Regions from separate parts of the Aedes aegypti genome. Here region 2 is linked to region 1. The links are chromatin contacts, called in public Hi-C maps. All regions are on one chromosome and are shown on one strand. Each heading gives the region's core, a stretch centred on a gene start, on an enhancer-like site or on the middle of the called end of the contact. The rest is flanking DNA. Distances are from core to core; before and after follow the strand shown.

What was found. Hi-C and Micro-C count contacts between places; a contact is called where the count stands out from the background.
Region 2: a contact with region 1 is called in a Hi-C map of whole pupa, with 4 times the contacts expected there. The contact joins two enhancer-like sites. A contact is called at or near these places in 2 of 2 Hi-C or Micro-C datasets (whole body and whole pupa).

What each region holds. Positions count from the first base shown.
Region 1 is chr2:29,437,278-29,444,607 of AaegL5.0, reverse strand. The region is part of intron 1 of LOC110675422 (mediator of RNA polymerase II transcription subunit 13); the gene reads right to left. Among protein-coding and RNA genes, the nearest start is that of LOC110675422, 7.7 kb to the right of the region's middle. Within about 2 kb of position 3,992, at least 3 of the 3 cell types and tissues checked have open chromatin away from gene starts, as enhancers often do.
Region 2 is chr2:29,496,637-29,503,966 of AaegL5.0, reverse strand. It overlaps LOC110675422 (mediator of RNA polymerase II transcription subunit 13), which reads right to left. Exons shown (of 13, transcript XM_021840393.1): 3 at 405-489. Among protein-coding and RNA genes, the nearest start is that of LOC5574113, 57 kb to the left of the region's middle. Within about 2 kb of position 2,811, at least 3 of the 3 cell types and tissues checked have open chromatin away from gene starts, as enhancers often do.

The DNA.
Region 1 (7,330 bases), core at 2,743-5,242:
AAAAACCGTAAATATTACACGACGATGTAGCTTCTCCGCACTACTCTAGCTGCTGGGTAATTAGACGAATGTGAATCGAAGGCGTTTGTGAATGGGGCCAGGGTAGGTGGGCGCCGCGGTGCTGATTACATGTACAATACGATGAGTCAAACCGACTACATTCATTTGCACTGGCTCTATGAGCTAGCGCATTGGGCATCGTTTCGTTTGCCAGGGAGGCTCGCGGCTCGAGTGGAAAAAGCGAAAATAAAAACGTAAACACGCAGATGTTGAGATTTCCTTTCGCTATGACCACGACAACGATATTGAAACCACAATGAAGAGACTCTCTGCCTGCGCTGCAATGCACACCAAAGTTCAACGAATTCCATCGTTATGGTGTTCACACCCCAAGGTGCACTGTTTCAGGTGCGTTCATCAGCGAAGGTTATTTTTGTTTGTTTTGAGTTTGGAATATACTCTAGACTTGAGCAAGGCTCAAACCACCTGAGCTGAAACCATTTTTTAGGTTTGAGTTCTTGTCGATGGTCCCTTCTGTATTGAGTTATGGATGGCCGACTTGTGCCCCTACTCACGTTTTGACAGGCACTAAACTGGATAAATAGTTTGCAAACGTTTTTGATATTCTTATTTTAAGCTTTCTGATAGTGCACAAAGCTAAAATAAAAAGTTCACTGTTGCTGCATGCTTTCTTCGCGAGATTTGTGCCTTTGAAGTTTCAATGCAATCTTAGAAGTTGATTCCAAAACGTGTCACCTTAAATTATTGATCAACTGAACAGTTTGGCGATAATTTAGTTCAACTTCAATCCCTTTATTTTAATTTCAATGTGAGCTTTCTAAACATCCAAAATCAAAAAGGGTGCCGTAACGCTACTTACATTTGGTAGTTTAATGAAGAAAAAGTATCTTCTATGTAGCATTGTAGCATTAGCTCAGGTGTTAGGTAATTTTATTACGCTTTAAATGTGTTAGGGGATAATTTTATGGATCATGTGCATGTGACTAGTCTGCAGACGATCAAAATACGCATTCATATTTCAAAAGTCACCTATCGACTAGCATAGTAATGCAGTCACACAAAGTAACATCTGTCGAAAAATTCATGTGACATAGTCGTGTCGAGTGATTTCTTAGTCGACAGTGAGTTAACACTTCAGTCGTCGCGCTGTTGTATTTTGTACAATACTGTTGAAAAAATCTCGCTTTTCGTTCACTACAGCAGCGTGGTGATTCTGACGGTGGCAAACCATGCGACGACTAGAAGGTTAGGGACGAATGACCTTCGGGTTAAAGTCCCTCTCAAACAACAACAACAACTGGAAGGTTAAGTCGAGTTATGAAATAGGCCCTTCAGACTTTTGTGCACTACCGAACTTTACGGAACGTATGTTATTTATATACTTCAACTCGTGGACTAACTTATATTTTAGGCTCAAGGAGCTTCAAACAGTAAAATCAGAGAATCATCAGAAAATGGCGATGAAGCTTTCTCTCTTGTCTCTGTTTTGGTTAGGCAGCGTCCATAAATGGCGTAGCATTTTTCGGCCAATTTTTGGTTCAAATCCCACCGGTCGAGGATCTTTTCGGGTTGGAAATTTTCTCGACTTCCCAGGGCATAGAGTATCTTCGTACCTGCCACACGATATACGCATGCAAAAATGGTCATTGGCATAGTAAGCTCTCAGTTAATAACTGTGGAAGTGCTCATAAGAACACTAAGCTGAGAAGCAGGATCTGTCCCAGTGGGGACGTAACGCCAGAAAAAAAGAAGAAGTTGTGAACAAAACATTGAAATGAACTTTCGGTGATATTGTTTGCACAACTATAGAAATATTGCAAAATAAGCTCTTGAAAGTAAAAGTAGGAGAAATTTATCGAAAAGTTGAATAGAGTCTCTCTTTGCATTTGCCTTTGAGATCAAGGTTTCGGAGATTACGTTGAATTTACCGAAATTTCAAGAGATTCCTCTTATTGGCATTAACGTTCCCACTGGAACAGAGCCGGCTACTCAGCTTAGTGTTGTTATGAGCACTTCCACATTTACCAACTGAGTGCTTTCATTGCCTAAGTTGTCATTTTTGCGTTTGTATAATCGTGTGACAGGTACGATGATACTCTATGCCCAGGGAAGTCAAAGAAATTTCAATTACGAAAAGACCCTAGACCAACCGGCAATCGAACCCAGACACCTTCAGCATGGCTTTGCTTTGTTGCCGCGGCTCTAATCACTCGGCTAAGGAAGTCCCCAAGAGCTGAAACGTTTGGTAAGTTATGGAGTTTCGTAGATTGTACGTATTTCTCACATTTTTCCTCCTTTTTATAGATAAAGTCTTAAAAAAAACTAACATCTCAACGAGCACTATCTCAGCAAGAACATTATAAAGCCTGTCTCGATGCATCTTACAGTCTTACTTTAATTTGCAAGATTTAATTGTCAAAGATGAATAATGCCATTATTTTTGGAAGCGGAGCTTTGCAGAGGCATACCCTGACTAAGTTCGTAAACATACAGCTCTGGGCACAAATTCCAGACTGGTTGATGATCGTTAGGGAATCAAAATGTTCACGACTTCTATATACATAGTGTACCATTGTGTTTGACTCACAATACAGTGAATGGAAGATAAATCATTGTCGCAGTAAGCACTTGATATGAATAACTTGATAGAGCTAATACAGAGCTAACATGAGCATCAAGCAGCTGGGATGAAGCGTCTGGAGTATGGAAAGAAGTTATGACTCAATCCTATTCTAAACGCTTCCTTGCCGTAAAGGATTCAATGACATTACAACAGGCAATCCGTGTAGGGTCGTGTTTCAATTTCCCATACAACCCAAATATGCAACCCCTACAACTTCGATGCCCGCTCGCGCTGCATGTGGTAGTCGTCGTACCAATGCACCGCGCACCATTCTGTTGTTGTATATTTTTGCATGCAAACCTTCATGAAGCTACGCTGCTCCACGAACGATTCGCATACATATTCTTAAACTTGAAAAAATAATTATTGCTGATAAAGGCAACAGCCAAGGCTCATTGAGCACTCTATGCCTGTTACCTCCGCTCCTCCCACTACCTCTTGATCTGAATCCAAACGAACTGCCTGGGTCTGGGAGGTTCAACGCGCTGTCTTACTTGCACCAGCTGCGGCGTGCGGCGACTTCGACGATTGCATCCAACCGTTTCTGTTTGTTGTAGCTAGCGAACCAGCAGCGATACATTCGACAACCGGGGCTGCCTGCATGCGCCGACCGACAAGCGAACTTTGTTTCTGTGGTACGTGTAGATGTAGGATTTTTTTCTTCAATTTTTTTGTATGGGTTCTATTTTAGTATTATACCTTCGTATTCTGTTTCTCTCGCTCGATTCTTTTTTGCTGCTGCATTTTATTCCATTCGTTTGCTTCTCAGCGTGTGTCGTTACATTGCATCCATAACATTGCTGCAACCTTTGGCGATTGAGGCTGCACGGCTGGTGTATCCTATTAGTAAATGCAAATTTATTCCAATGTGGTGAAGCTCTCTGTGTCATGCACCGACGCGAAGCTACATTGCATTTTTTTTTCTTCTGCCGTACTACTTTCGGCGTATTGCGCCAGGCGTCTATTTGACTGTCCTCGATGCTGCGAATGCCTCCAACGAAAGTCGTAGATTACGTTTAGGGCTGACAACTGTCAATGTCAGTGTATGCTTTATGGTGTGACAGTTGATTATCAGAAAATTTCAATCGCTTTCCAAATGGCGAAAATCTGCTATGTTCAAAAGATTAGGACAATCTCTGTAGAGCATGTTGCGTTGTATCGAGACAAGGAATTTCACAAACGCTTCTTTGCGTTGTTCGTCTACACGCTCTGGATATTGTCTTTCTTTCTTAGGTACCAAGTAACAACAAGAGATCTTCGTAACGAAGACCGCGACAACGACGATGATGATGTCGAACGACACACTCTGTCCTTCCGCTTCCTCACGTACTGTCGTTTCCACTTTCGGGTACATTCATATGTGATACCAACTACACAATCACTGACATCGTCATCGCCGTTGCCGTACCGTAGTCATCCTATTAGTCGCAGGGAGCGCGTTGCTTATTATTGAAACATTTTCATTTATTTTTAAAAGCAGTTTTTCTGTTCTTCTCGTTTTGCTTCTCCAATACACAGTGTGTTGTTCGCGTATGTATACGATGTTATCGTAGGAAGGTTCATTGTGTTGGTGCATCGTCGTCGGACAGCAGTACCGCAGAGAAGTTCAATGTTTTTTTTCGCTCTTTTGGCTGTTCTGCTGTTGGTCTACTTTAGTTGGATCCGTGGTTGTTGTCTACCAATACTGATCCATGAGCGACATGAATATACAACGGAGCGGTGGGATTCGCTCGGTTGTTTAGCTAGTAACTAGACAGTGTTGATGGCAGACAATTGCGTGACCAGAAACATCCGAATGGGAGGTGTTCAAACATTACCTAACTATCACAATTCTGATTATTGGATGTACCGATGCAATCACACCAGATTTGATAGCTTTCTGATGAATCGTAAAATAGCAAGATTTCTTTAAATAGCATACTTTCAACCTCAGCGTAGAGAATCCTGGATGATCTACGAGTCGGAGTCCTATAGTAATCAATACATTCAGCTGTTTAATTTTGGCCAGGCGATGAACGTAAGATGATTTTGCTTTCAGGGAAGTGTTTAGAACCATCTGCATAAACTCTTCAGAATTTCGGATGCTTTGCGATTTTAGCGCAGCTCTCACAGAATGACGATATTTATGCAATCATAGAACGTCAGATCTACTTGCAAGTCCAAGGATCAATATCGATAATCCACTTCCAGAAGTCCTTCGTCAATTAATACAGCCACTAATCGCATTTTAGTCAGGTTATATACGTGAGAATTTTTGCTTTCAGTAAAGTGTTTAGAATCATCCGCAGAAATTTATATTAGCTCTTCGGAATCTCAGATGCTTTGGGGTTTTGGCCCAGCTGTCACAAACTGACAATATTTATAAGGCGGACTATAGATGATCAAAGAATAGAGTGCTTAGAACAGTTTTGATGATAGTTTTATCAATTTGTTGTCTGAAAAGAAGCTAACGCAAGGTCAAGTCAAGTTTAAAAAGCAAGGTCGTACGGAATGGGTGCACGACGTTAGGCATAAATACGATAGGCATAAGTACGATAGGCATAAATACGATAGGCAGAATAAACGTTTGGCATAATGGATGTTTGGCATAATAGACATTAGGCATAATGGACGATTGGCATAATTGCCAAAATAAAAAAAATGTTTGTGCGAAAAGTGATCTGACTTTTTGGCAATTGTGGATGGCTTCAAAGATCAAAAGTGTGTACTTTAAAATACGATTGCCTATCAATCGTCCCATAGTTGTGAATCCTTTGAGGTCAATTTATAGGATAAAACTTGATTAAATGATAAGCATTACAATGCTGTAAATTACCTTCATTAGCTTTGTGGTAATTTCTCTGACCATATGTATCGTACACAAATAGGAATGCAATATGGCCACTTTGGTTAATAATGGTGGAAGTGCTCCTAGAACACTAAGCTGAGAGCTTGGGTTGGGGCGTAATGCCAAGAATATGAACGACGCTGTAATTGCTGCTCATGTTTTGAGTTTAGTTGTACACATTGGCAAATTTTTCTTCAGAGATTATCCCTTCTTTATATTGAAGGCTGTTCTTTATAGCTATACTGTCGACAAAACTGTTGGAGTTAGTGCTGCTAATGTTTTACAGTGAAACCTCCATGAGTCGATATTGAAGGGACCATCGACTCATGGAAATATCGAGTCATGGAACAGTAATCCTTTGGAAAGCTGTTTCTAGGGACCATCATAGTAACCATGAAATTTCGTTTCTAGTATGGTTCCATGAGTCGATATCGAGTTATGGAACATCGACTCATGGAGGTATTACTGTAATCAGAAAAAAAATCTTTTTTTATAATTAAAGTGTTCTTTCGAGACATACTAATTCAAAATATTATGTCACTACCTGAGACGAGACTCGCGAAGACGGTCTTCTTTTTCTGTGATTGCTGAGTTTTTTTCTTATTCCACTTTGTGCATACCAATTATGCGCATGCGCATACCAATTATACGCATGCTGTTCAAATCCTCACATGAACCTCTCAGCAAAAAATGATTAAGTTTGCATCACATCGAATCATAAATAGCCATTTGAGTGAAATTTCATGCCAGCAAACGTAGAAGACATTAGAAATAATTAATCTTCTGCTTAGATTTATCAGCAACTTTGGAAAAAACTGCTCCGCCGACTGAGGTTTTTAATAACAGTTTACTTTGAACACAATACTTTTCACTTTTTCAGCCATAAAAACGGTGGGCTGCATTTGACGTTTCGTGAGAGGGGAATCTGGGCTGCATATGACGTTGATATTTTTCCTCTTCGCGAGTCTCTCTCAGGTCACTACTACTCTTAATACTTCCATCATATATTCTCCCTTCTTTGAATCATAGGCTATTCTTCATACTTAAACGGTTAATCTAATGACTGTAAGAAAGGGACCTTCTTTCAATTATATGCTGTTTTGTGGATTCTTGCTGTTCTAATAGTTGTTGGAATTGTAGATGTAAATATTGAGGATTTTGCCCTCCAATAGACTCACACCTAAATAATTTTGTCCCACCAAAATATTCTCCCACCATGTTTGCCATATATTGGATGGCGTCGTAGCTAACAAAACCAACAAGTAACGCACATGTAACGCATTATGTTGGATTGTACTTTGAATGCAAGGTGCGTGCTTCTATGAAAGTGCCATATAAACTGATGTGTGAGTATTTATTTTTCCTCGTTGAAGATGTGCACGATAATCTATTCCTCAACTAAACGAACAATATTTCCATAAAAAAATGCACGCTATGCTAAATGCTGAATACTATGCTATGTTAAATTTGAGCTTGACTGTAAAATTGACTTTGAAATTAAAGTTTAATTTTCAAATTCGACGAATTTCAAATATTTTCCAGGTGCTTTCGGCATATGTGGCTGATCAAAATTGTTTGAAAATCATCAAAAACTGTTGGCAGAAGAGGCAAAGGAACTGTTTTCATCACATTAAATTAATGAGCAGATTCGCTTTTATTGGCGTCACACCTACCTCTATTTTGCCTTTCTTGGTTGGTGAAGAGTCTTCGATAAGTCACCTAAACAGGGTTGCGCCTTTATCAGGGCTTTGGACATGTAGCTCTGGTTCTCACTAGTTTCCAGTTCCTTCGGACATGCTACTATGGTGAGCCGTCATGCGTTAGCGGTGTCACACTACCAGAATTTTATTGTTGAAGGT
Region 2 (7,330 bases), core at 1,562-4,061, 61 kb before region 1:
TCAAACAGACTGAATCTGTTGAAAATTGTTCTTCGGTTATCAGAAGATGATGCTTTAGGACTTAGTGTTTACGGTATTTTTGTTGGATTTGCCGTACAGTAAAGTTCTGGTCAACGAAACAGGCTTGATAACTTCCTACAAACGTACTCGTTTACTACAAGTGGAAGATATCAAATATCATTTCAATCCCTAATTCCATGTTCACCATTGATTGACGATATCCTATGGACATTTTACGAATGAACAGACAACCTGCCTGAAGTATGGAACCCGTATGGCAACACGTCATACTTCATACTGAATATTGCAACACCTCAGAGTTCAAAATCCCTCAACTACATATCCACTACTAAATAAACTCCTTTGGAAAAAAGACCGAAACCTTTGCGTATCAATTAACTTACCGTTCGATAACATTATGCAGCGCCTTGAACAGCAGTGACCGGCACTCGTACGATAGGCCACCCTCCCAGGATCCTTTGTCGCCTTCTGTAAAGAAATTCAGAGAAAAAAAAGGAAAGGAATATTAGATTTGTTGACTGTTGAAATGTGGAATTCAAAGAAATCTGTAAGAATGTTAATGTGTTCTAAAATCTGTATCATGAGGATTCCTAATATCTGATTAGCATCGTAATTTCTTCACATTAATCGACGAATGTCTTTGGCACGTATCGATTTATCTTCAATGTCGATCAAGAAACACTCCAGCTAAGCAGTTTTTATTCTATCGCTAATTACAGCTCACAATCAGCTGAAACAACGAGTGCGTTAATTACCCGGTTGACATTCAGCGATACCTATAAGGAATGCGTTATGTATGTAATTATAGTGAAGTCAATAGCTTCGATATAAAATATTAGATACAGGTTTGTTTGGTATTTATGGATTCCTAAAGTTGAACAACTAATGTTTCGATATGTAAGTACAATAATCAGTATCAAGTAACCAAGCCAATCTATAAGCATTTTTAGAGATTTCCAAGATGGTCGTCGCGATAAATAATCGCGCAATGCACAAAATGTATAATAGTTTTAATTCTTTTATTCCTCAACCCGATAATCAGAATAATAATAATAGCAATCATGTTCATATAAAAAAATGTGTTTTCCACAATAAAATTATAAATTGAATTTGTATGATTTAATGAAAATATAAATTTATATGAATTAATTTGCTGTAAGATTTATTCGCTGAATTGCACCGCCTACTTGGAGATTAATTAACAGTAGATGAAGCTATTGGTAGATATAAAATTAAAACCAATTATCGTCTCGTGTCATAAGTATAAATAGTGGCGCTTTCTTTGTTCAAACACCTGTCCCAAGCTCGCACAAAAGCAACAAGTTCTTAAGTGTGCATCATCATCATCATCGCGAGCCTTCGTAGGTGACATCGATAATAATATGACAAGGCAAATTCCCTTCGGAAGGTGGCACGTGCCACGATATAAAGTGCGAAACGCTCGATCGAAAGTGCAAGTGGGTAGTCGTTGTGTGATGAGATCAGTAGTTGAGGGATCATTATGCAAACTTTTCTCCTTCTATGAAAATGCTTAGTCATTTATGGACAGTCCCTCAATACAAACCAATTGATTGAGTAGATATAATTTAAAAACGCAAGGTTTATCTTTATACACAATAAAACCTTCATACCCTCGACATAGTTTCGCATTTCGTAGTTTTCTGTATTGAAGCACCCCCGATAATTCGAACAGTACCTCATGCAAACCATCTAGGTTCATTTTCAATTAGAACTACTAGCCACCCTACGAACAACAGAAATAGTACCGGGTACCCCCGTTAGTTTGACCACATTTAATCTGAACACTTTTTAATTTGTACCCCGCTAATTTGCACATCGTTCAGATTAAAAATGGTTCAAACGTCATTTAGCTTCTGGAACGGAGTAAAGTGAAATGGAACGCTGTGGAATGGAACGCAAAACCAAAACAAAACAGTGAAAAGGTTACCAGAAACACGATTCTAGGGTGACTAGATGTTCAAATTAAAAATGAACCCCGATGGTTTGCATGAGGTACCGTTCAAATTAGCGGGGGTACACGGTACTTCTGATTACCTTTTTGGCTGTTTAGTTTTGATTATGCGTTTCGTTCCACAAAGCTTCTTTTAACTCCATTCCATGAGCTAATTGACGATTGAACCATTTTTGACCTGAATGATGTGCGGATTAGCGTGGTGCAAATTAAAGTGTCCAGATTAAATGTAGTCAAATTAACGGGGGTGCCTGGTAAGTATTTTGATTTCCAATATTGACTCATTAATATTTCAACTTTCTACTTTTTGCATTGCATTTTTTCGAGTACAAATCAGATAATCTATTGAACGTCTTAGATGATGAGATTTGTGCTTTTTAACAAAGAAGGCGGTTATTATGATAGACATCTTTGGATTCTAACAATCGTGTCTTCGATTGTATCTCAAATAAAACATAATCAGTTCATTGGCTTATTCAAGTATTTTATTTATTTTTTAGTATGAAGCATTAAGTTCATAATAATAAATAAATGAAATGTTTGAATAAGGTGTTAATTTACTACGAATGCTATAGAAGAAAAATATTCTTCCCGACATCATCAATGCATAAACAATATTCAACTAACGCAAACAATCAACCAAGCAGGTAATAATCGTTAATCGCTTTATAAGTATATTCCTTCAAATCTTTCCCATCGCTGCTCTTCTGAGTCTGATGTGCAAGAGTGATCACTCAATTGAACGGTACTCACTTGCACCATAGACCGTTCCGTTCCGTACACAGCCTGCTATACTGATTCATGTCACATACATGTGTGAGAGCCATTGCGCGTTTACATTCGCAGGAATCGTTCAAGCAGCATGCGCGCCGAACATGCAGACCCGTTCGAAAGTATTCATTTTAATTTGCTGTAAATCTCCTGTGTGTATAGGATGCCCACCGCACACACGGTATGTTTTTAGTTATTCCACATTTTATTGTGTCCCATTTTCGTACAGAGTATTCTCTTTGCGGTGGTTTTCTGGTCTGACGACGGTGTTCGAGTAGTAATCAATCCTCGAGTCAGTATTCGTGAATTTGGTATATCTCTCTTCTACCAGTATCACCCCCTGCGCAATCCACACATCATTAAAATTATTGTTGACAAAATTCCAAAAGATTTTTGACATTTATCTGCGTTTGTGGTTGTGAGTACGGCTGTACTTCACAAGAAAATTTCATTGTGTGCGTCCGCGCAAATTATTCTCTCTTTCCGCTCATTCTCATTTCTTTTGCCTCTCTTCGCTTCGCACTTTAAAATGTTTGTTTGTATGTGTATGCTCATTGTCGCCGCCGAATAGCGAACAGACTCGATTAGTTGTATGTAAATTTTTTATTAACATTTAATTGGACGTAATGAAATTGTATTATTACTTTGGCACACATGGCCTATCTGACCAACGAAGAATCTTTATCTCAAATTTGCACACCATCGCCACCGTATGGGGTTGAGGGGGATCGCGCCGGTGGCATTGAAGCCCCGCTCTCCTTTGTATTTGTGTCCCCATTACACAAGACGAAGAGAACTCGCCCCCCACAAGTGGAGTAATGCATGTTGAAAACACTTTCATATAATCGTGTCGTGAGGTTTCCTTATCCGAGTGGAATAATAATATGGAATGGGGGTGTAGTGTTTACGGTGTACTATGATTAGTGCGTTTGTATATGTGTGTCTGTAGCAGTGCGTGATGGTTTTCATTTCGCATCACAGTAGGCTAGGCTTCGACTGTTGCACAGCAATGAGATGACGAATGATAACTGTGTTTATCTGGTGTTTACGTACACTTCACTGATGGCTCCCGAATTGGAAGCCACGCCCATCAAATCCCGTTTATCAACATAATCAACAGCAGCGATAACAGCGTAGTGGGTGACATTCGTGACGTGCGAGCTTTGACATGCGATGAAATGTACAGCCGAGGATGCATTCCATTGTCAAGAAGAAAACAAAGCAATTCATGGTATGGTATTAGCTACTGATGTAAACAAACATGACAAATAATTCCAAATTTTGGGAAAATGATATTTACCATAATTGAAATCGTTTAATTATGATTAATTAAAAACATAAAACATTGAAAATAGACCGAAAGTTGTTCTTAGAAAAACTTTTCTATAAAAAATTTCTCCATCGTGAAATTTTGTCCCAAACATCTGTTTACTATCAAGATTCTATGGTGAAAATTTAAAAAAATATTAAATGTGGGGTTTTTGTGTAATTTAAAATTTAAGTTTAATTTTTGAATTTTTCATGAAAAAACATAACATATTTTTTTAGTGTATATATTTTTTCTTGTAGGCCCAAACGGTTCACTACAGCTTCTTCATACAACATTTTTCTCTAAAATCAACATTTTCGGTGTTAGAATTTAAAAAAAAATGTATGCAAAGATTTATTGGCCATTTTCAAAAGTTATTCTCGAATCGAAACGATGGATTTTTTATGGAAAACACTTATTTTAGCATACCAAAACATGTGCAAAATTTACTGCAGATCGCAGATGGTCGAAATCTGTATCTGACCGATTCGACATGGAATTCGTCATAACCGTCTTTGCGAATAGAGCGCTTTTTTATTTTTATATCGTAAAGTAAACCTGGAATGTCTGTTCTTCATGATTCCCCATTTTAGAGACAGCTAATCATCGTCCGAGTTCCAGCGAAGAACTCTAATGGCGATTTCGTTTATTGCTGGGGCGAACCTAGGTTCGCCCTGGATCTGCTCTAACAGCTGTCAAAACGTTTTTTTATTGGATCGGGTCGAACCCGGATCCGCCCCAGGTTCGACCCAAACACAACGAGATTCGCTCTGTCGATTTTTTGCGATCCAACCTGAGCGGGGTTCAACTGTCAAACATTGATTGTTTACATTTTTATTATTATCAAAATTAACGATTAAAGCATAGATTTAACAACAAGAGATGTTAACGAAAGCATTCGGCAATATTTATTGCATTAATATTGAGACTTTCTTTTGTGATTTTGCACTCAGAGAAGCGAAATTTTATGAAACTGTGTGACTGACAGTTCGAATGTAGGTATAACACATTCGATTTGACTCGAACCTGGATCCGTTTTCGTTCGTTTATTGCGAGTCGGGTCAGCTCTGACCCCAGGTTTAAAACCGAATTCGCCATAAGAGAGATTTGTGTCAAGAGTGCAGGGATAAGAACGTAAACATCTTGATGGAAGGACGCGAGGCGATCAAAAGATGGAAGACCCGGGCAGACGTAAAAATCAAAATCACATCTTGATCTCGAAACGAACTCAAATTATGATCAATTTGAAATTGAAAAGATGTTCCAAAATTTTATAAATCTCAGCCAGTGAATGAAATTATCGCGGAAATAAGACGAAAATAGACATTTTTCAAGCAACCCGAAAATTAGTTGCCGCCTTTATCTCGGAGAAACAGATTTCGTGAAGCGATAATTTCACTCCCTGATCTCAGCACAATAGCTCAACATCTGAAAATATGTAAACAAGATCAACAGATCAACATTTGTTCTTTGACATGACACAAAACACATTCAACAGCAAAATGGCCGGACTGAACAGAGTGACGTCGGGACAACTTCTAGGAACAAAAGCGGTGCGACAATAATATCTTAACAAGATATTGTTCAATACTTCTCCATACTAATTTTTGATATAATTTTTGATATTTTATCTCTTATCTCCAACAAACCAAAAGCTAATTATGATCGTCAGTAGAGTAAGGTGGGGCAAAAGTTCGACCTTAGTGGTATAATCAAAGCACAGACAAACAGACGTAACACTTAGAACAAATCTCAATAAAAATCATAGTCACGAGGACATGTACGCCCAATGCTAAAATTAGAGTGTTTGGCCAACAGGCCAACAGATGGCGGTAGTGTTTAAACGTCAAACGCGAACAAAACCGATGCAAGCGCTGCGGGTGGCCGATTGGCCACCTACTATATTTTTGAATCGACCGTTAAAAAGGTGGTCGATGGAGAATGGTGAGAGTGTGACGTCTGTTTGTCTGTGATCAAAGTTTCCAGGAAAACAATAGCAGTTAAAACAAAACAAAGTGAACCTTCGACATATTGGCTATAACTTTGCTGAACAAACTTGTGTCAAAATATTTACTCATTTTTAGTTATAACAGTTTCAAAATTGATTGTCTTATTCGAACTTTTGCCCCACCGGTGGGGAAAGAGTTCGAATCTAGTGTGGGGCAAAAGTTCGCTGACTAAAACACAAAATATCGATCCTTTTATGACAGGCATACTTTACTCTAGCCGTAAACTTAAGTTTGCCGAAAAATACACACTAAATTTTCATCAAACAATTGCCCAAAACCGGGTTAATTGTAATATATTAAAAAAAAGCAGTTTTTCACAAAACTTAGTGGAAATGTAAAATTTTGGTGACAGTTTTCACACGATCAGACAAATTTAAATAAATTTGAAGATAATATGTGGATTTTAGGTAATTTGCAATTTTTTTCGTGATTTTATACATGGGTCGAACTTTTGCCCCGCTGATTCGAACTTTTGCCCCACTATGGGCCAAACATTGTTTTCAAGCATTTATGCAAAAACTAATACACCTCAAAGCAACCTTATGATAGGCCTAGAAACGCCCTTACATAAAATATTGAAAAAGATTTTATCTACAATTGGTTCCATGCAACGAAAGTTTGACCAAAAATTACAACATTCACGTCAAAAAACAACAAATAGCCATAACTTTTCCAAATCTCAATCGATTTTTATGATATTTGGAGTAAAAGTCTCTAACTTGAATAGCATTCGAACCACCATGACATTTATAAAATTTGTTTTGAAATGAGCTAGAAATCTTGAAAAGAAACTCTTACCCCACTCGAACTTTTGCCCCACTTTACTCTAATTATTTTAGAACAACAAATTATGATCTTGGTCAGCTTTTTCCACCTGCTCGGGCAAGTACCACGATCACCTCAAGCCGCAGAGGACACCGGCACAGTGGATCAGAATTCAGCATAGAAGATGATGCTTACATCAGCACAGAGGACAGCGGGAAACCAACCAGCTCCCATGATGGGGGAAGTTGAGGACCCCATTCAATAGCCCAATATTGACCAGGTAAGTTTGACCGGTACTCAGAATTGGAAGATAGATAGCTACCGGAGAATTTGAAGAATGACTACTATCTAAAAAAAGGCGACAAAACGAATTGTGAAAACTATCGTGCAATAACCATCCTGAACGCCGCCTATAAAGTACTAACCTAGATTATCTTCCATCGTCTATCATTTATAGCTAATGATCGCGTGGAAAGTTATCAA